Regions from separate parts of the Mus musculus genome. Here region 1 is linked to region 2. Evidence: chromatin contacts called from public Hi-C data. All regions are on one chromosome and are shown on one strand. The core of a region is the stretch at or near the end of the contact, and the rest is flanking DNA. Distances in the headings are between cores, read along the strand shown. Region 1 overlaps Exoc4 (exocyst complex component 4). Region 2 overlaps Exoc4 (exocyst complex component 4).

Evidence for each region. Hi-C and Micro-C count contacts between places; a contact is called where the count stands out from the background.
Region 1: a Hi-C map of forebrain shows a contact between it and region 2, with 4 times the contacts expected there. The contact joins two enhancer-like sites. A contact is called at or near these places in 3 of 484 Hi-C or Micro-C datasets (cerebral cortex, forebrain and uterus) and 1 of 115 datasets of contacts at active chromatin or transcription factors (neural progenitor cells).

Annotation. Positions count from the first base shown.
Region 1 is chr6:33,822,367-33,825,258 of GRCm38.p6, forward strand. The region is part of intron 12 of Exoc4 (exocyst complex component 4); the gene reads left to right. Among named protein-coding and RNA genes, the nearest start is that of Gm13853, 170 kb to the right of the region's middle. Within about 2 kb of position 1,460, at least 56 of the 459 cell types and tissues checked have an H3K27ac peak or open chromatin away from gene starts, as enhancers often do. A contact at or near this core is called in cerebral cortex and forebrain, where this site is marked.
Region 2 is chr6:33,680,953-33,683,728 of GRCm38.p6, forward strand. The region is part of intron 10 of Exoc4 (exocyst complex component 4); the gene reads left to right. Among named protein-coding and RNA genes, the nearest start is that of Gm38785, 240 kb to the left of the region's middle. Within about 2 kb of position 1,474, at least 64 of the 459 cell types and tissues checked have an H3K27ac peak or open chromatin away from gene starts, as enhancers often do. A contact at or near this core is called in cerebral cortex and forebrain, where this site is marked.

The DNA.
Region 1 (2,892 bases), core at 210-2,709, 140 kb after region 2:
GATAGTGCCACTACAGATGGCAACAGGAACATGGTAGTTGCTAGAGAACCGCGGTTACATGGAGGTCTGTTATACTTGGTGTGTTGTTTCCAAAGAAGAATACATACAGATCTGTATGTGAGAACCATATGGTAGAGAGAGATGCTGACAGATGAGAGCTGTTGTGGACCAGAAGGGACTCACCACCATCATCAGTGTTGATATATGAAACAAAGGGAGACTCTGAAGTTGTGTTGGGAGGAGGTAGGTAAGGATGGGATCTTACGCACAGGTAGAATGGTTGGTTTTAGGGAGAAATGAGAATAGTTTGTTCATTGTAAATGCTTATGACTAGGAATTCAATTATTCCTCTGCATTTATATTTCGCAAGACACCTGTGTTTACCATCTACTATTTATTATATGTATTAACCGTATGGGATGGTATACACATGTGCACATACTATGGTACCCATATCATTGCCAGACAACAACTTGTGGGGTCAGTTCTTTCCTTCTACCCTGTGGACTCCCAATTTGGCAAGTTTTATGTCAAGCTAAAGTCATCTGAGAGTAGGGAACCTCAGTTAATAAAATGCTTCCATCAGAAGGGGGTGGAGGCAAGCCCGTAGCACATTTCTTTAAGTTAGTAGTTGGCAGGGTGTGGTGCCCACTATGGTGCCTCTGCTGGGCTGGTGGCCTTGCATTCTGTAATAAAGGAGGCTGAGCAAGCCAAGGGAAACAACCCAGTAAGTAGCACCCCTCCATGACCTCTGCATCAGCTTCTCCTCCAGGTTCCAGCCCTTTTTAAGTTCCTATCCTGACTTTCTTCAGTTATGATGTGGAAGTGTAAGCCAAATAAACCCTTTCCTCCCCGAATTGTTTTTTGGTCATGGGGTTTCATAGCAGCAATAGGAGCCCTAACTAAAAGACATTAGATCAGCAGGCTTGGCAGCACTTACCTACTAAGCCGATGTCCTGGTTCTTTTGGAACACAGCCATTGCTTTAGGTTCTTGGTCTGTGACACTCTAAAAATGATCTTGATTCTTTTGTCTAGGAGACTGAACCCTGTGGAAACAAACACACACACACAAACACACACAAACACACAAGGTGGGGGGAGTGAGGGACAGAGAGAGACAGAGAAAGAGGCAGAGGCAAAGATGTCCACTTCTTGTTTCCCCAGATGATTCCATACACATGATTGTCTGGGGGTGATGTACACAGCTCCTGAATTATGGGTCTAATGTAAATTCATCTGTGATTGGGAAAAGCAAATCTGTAAACCTTTGAAGTCAACCAAGTAGAAAACCATCTTTATACTTGTTTTACATGGACATGTGTGTACGTTCTCCACACGCAACCCCAAGGAGCGTGTTTCTGTGACTTCATCAGGTTTTTCAGGTTTAGGGAGCGTGTGTTTTCTTCTTGCGTGACTCTGAAGATGCAGTGTCCTTACTTCCTCTCTTCCAGTCTGTTGCCCTCCCCCGGATTGGCACCTGCTGAGGAGTAATTAGGGCAGTCCTAATTTGGACAACCAAATCCTGATTACAGTGAGAGGAAAAACAGGAAATGTTCTAGTTTTTCTGCCAGCAAATGACTGACTTAAATAGAAAGCCATGTACAATTCAAATGATCCAAAATGATATAACACTAGGGAGGGGAGGAGGGAGGAAGTAGGGAAACATTGCAGTCCGACTTCGCCCTCGTGATTCTCAGCAGATCTTGCATGGAAGCTGTCAAATCTGTGAGCTCACAATGCCCTCTGCTGAGAACCAGTCTCTCAGGAGAACCTGAGCAGAGCTGTGGGTTTAAAGATCTGAGGAAAGGTCAGGGACATCTCTCCTGTGAGAGCACAGTGCTCAAGAGAAAGACTGCTCTGGAATGATGTCATGGCACGTGATTGGGGTGCAGATGTTCCCTACAAGGGAAGTAAGAACTAGAAGTGTTTTCCTTAATTAGTCATACCCCTTGGAGCTTCAAGTAAACCCAGTTGTGAGTTCTGAAATGTACCATGTTCCTAATCAGGCAGTCTGTCTATTACTGTGCCACCTCTAAGCCAAATGCTTCTCTCCCCATGTTTGTCCTCTTTGCCCTGAGATTCAACCAGCAGTTCCATCTGTCCCCAACGAGTCATTTAATGCTTAGAATTCACAGTTTTTGTGAAGTTTCTCTTCATTTTAATTTGGTATCAGTTCATTAATTTTTCTCCAGTGGCCGGAGTACTCACACTTGTCTCTGTCTCTGTCTCTGTCTCTGTCTCTCTCTCTCTCAATCTCTCTCTCTCTCACACACACACACACACACACACACACACACACACACACACACACACACACAACCATGATGTTGAAGCTGGTAGAAAACACAAATAAAACCTCTGCTATATACTTAGAGGTTCCATTGATATCAGACACAGCATACTACTGAGAGTTATAAGCAGCTGGGGACTCACCTTTCAGCCATTCACTGTGTCTTCATAAAGGAGCTAGAAATTATGCTAAAGTATGAAGACACTTTGCAGCATGACACACCTGCAAGCTTAGCATGAACTCAGTGGAATTGCTGTAGAACTTGACTAGCATGCAAAGGGCCCTGGATTTGATCCCAAGCATACCAGAATGCTAAGGAGCACTCTTGAGAAAGGATGATGATAGCAGATCCAACTCAGGGGTAACACCTTGCTGCCCCCCTTGGCATGTTTGGTGAATGAATGAGGAAGCCTTTGCTAAACTGAATGGGGAGAATTGCAGTAAAGCAGAAGGGTGAATGGATGCATGCAGGAAAGCGAGCAAATCGTAACAAGGGCAGAATGTGTGCATAGGTAAGGAAGGGAAGTTTGGCATTTTCCCAGTTAGTGGCAAAGAGTACTATATGACTCCAATGGGGTGAGGTGGACGGCATGGTCCAAGT
Region 2 (2,776 bases), core at 224-2,723:
TGATGGGTGATATCCTTATGCCTGTGACTTGGGGACTACATTGATTCCCTCAGGTATCGTGAGGTTATTTTAATATAAATGAGTTTATTATTTACTAAATGTCCATACTGTGTGTATAACTGTCACTTCATAATGGATGCACCTTGGTCATTCCTGTGTCATTCCTGTGGCTGTGTTAACATTTCAAGACTCTCATTTCCCAGCTCTGTCTATGCTGTGTCTGTCTTTAGCCTTCCACTTTTCTTCATGTTTCTGCCTAGCGTTTTTTCATTCATATTTTTCTTTCCATTCCTATAGAGTTTCACCCATGCTTACATTTTGCTTAATTAACAGTTTTCGCAGCTGTATTCAAAGTCCATTAAGCATTGCTAATTGTTACTACTTGGTTGCTTCCCAGGGTTTCTAAAGAAGATAAAATAAAACAGGACCAAACATGACACCTTGGTTCACTGGGGTCATCTTGATCCCTATAAAACCTAGCATACAGCTTTATTAAACTGTGTTTTCTCATAGTGAGCCACACATACTGTGATAGCAATTTAAGATGACAAAGTATTATTACTGCTAGAGAAAACTTAGATATATTTTAAAACATGTTTACACTACCTTACAGATATAATTTAAAAACAAATTGTATACACTAAAGCAAGAAACTTTTGTTAAGAAACTTTTGTTTTTCTCCAAGCAAAAAAAAAGCCCAGAGTTGTGAGCGGTTGTCAATGGTACATGAATATTCAGATAAACCACCCAGGGTTACTTGGTTGTTTAAGATGAGGCTTGATCCAGTAGCATTTGAAAAAAAAAAGGGGGGGGGATACTTTTTGCCACTCAAAACAGTGCCACCTCATCTTCTTGGAGTTATATAGACCAGGGAGTTTTGGTAGATAATGTGTGGAGAAATATGAGAAACACATTATTTTAAACTCAAAAGAGGGACAAAGAACATGGAGTAGTTTTTCCTTTTCCCAGCTGCCCTCTGGTGGCAAAGACACAGCAGACAGCAGCCATGCTGAAGGAAGCTGCTTCCCTGCTTAAGAGGGACCAACCAGAGCCTTGCCTGTGCATGTGTGATTCCAAAGCGGAGTGCAGGGCCTCCTAATTACATCCTGCTTCCCCGTGGCATCTGCTCTTATCGTGGCTGCTCCAGGCTCCACCAGCTCAGTCAATACTCACATATTAGCAGGAGACAATCGATAGAAAAATTAAAAAGGAAAGTCAAGGTAATTAGGCTAAAGCTGCTGCTTATGAGTTTTCAATAATTGCTTTCGCTTCCTCTTGTTTCCTCATCTCTAGAAAAATAGGGCCTGATTGAAGGACTGGGTCGTGTTTGACTGAGGACATGTCAAAATTATACAAAGGCAGGCAGGAAATAGAATTAAGCTGTATTTGTTTTAGAGCAGTAAAGGGGCTTTGCATGATGGCAGGGGAAGAATAGGAGCTGATTTAAATGTCCCCATTAGCAGCTGTGCCATTGTCCCTACCTGTTTCTGTCACCAGCTTCTGCACCACTAGCAGGAGCCCACTCAGAAGCACCATGACACGTCCTATACCCAAGCTCCAGGGGAAGGCAAGAGGGAGACTTCCCCCAGAAAGCAGCATCCCGATCACTCTGGAAATTTCATTCTACCTTTTACAAAACTATGAACTAAATCAAAATCTCCTAGTTGCTAGCCGTTGTGTGCCGCTGTTGAGCATTGGTCTCTGGGTACAGTTGTCATGGATGGCAGCCCACTTATGAACACATTTGGGTGAACTGTATTTCCTAGGACAGGAAGTCAAGTCTCCATTTTGACCTGCCTGGGCATTTGTGTCCTCTAAACAGAGACACCCTTCGTCTTCTTGTTGCATGGTACGGTGCCAACTACCTTATAGAGGAGGAAATACCAAGGGAGCCCCTCCTCTGAGAGTGATGAATCAAGAAGGGGAAAAAAAAAGGATAGTTTTGTTACAGAGATATTTTATGTTTTATGTCCATTTACAGTCTACATATGCATGATTTCTGTCAGCTTAAAGCACTTTATAAACTTTATAACCAAATTATGTACTTACATCATTTCATTCACTGTTGATATATAGCTGTTAAACATCTGCCACATGCATATTTCTTTCAGGAAAAAAATGTAAAAGAGAATTCGATCTTGGTAAATACACAGGAAATATTGAGATGAAAAGAATATGATATGGAAGTATTTATTGTGCACCTGCTATGTCTAAAGCATAGAAGAGCCCACTGGCAAAAGACAAAAAAAAAAGATAGAACTCTTATCACCTTCCCCACGTGCCCCTTCCTTCCTCCCTCCCTCCATGTTTGTTGATCAGAAGTGAGTGATAATACCTGTGTTTGGGTCCAGGGCAGTCTGATTTACATCATCTCGTTAACTTAGACTTTTTCTTAAGGTGTAGGGATTGATGTGTCAAACTGCTCTTGAGGCAGGTAATTCACATGTTATTGTGGATAGGGATGCTATGGTGTGGCAAGGGGAGCAGAGGCCTAGAGAGCCAGGCTTGCTTGCCAAGAGCTGTTGCACTGATTCCCCTCTGTCACTCCTCTCCTACCTGAGCTTGTGTCTGTGACTCTGTCACCTGGAGAACTTGTAGCAAGGGGACTATGTTATGATGCATGACATGAGTTTGACATTTGTTTAGAATTGTACCAGGGCTCTGTAGAAGACTCCTGCTTCCCCTACAGCCTTCGGTTGAGGTGGAGAAATTACAAACCAAACAGCTTTGATCACCTTCCTCAGCTTCCTTGGCTCCACCTCCTGGTCCTTTCCAT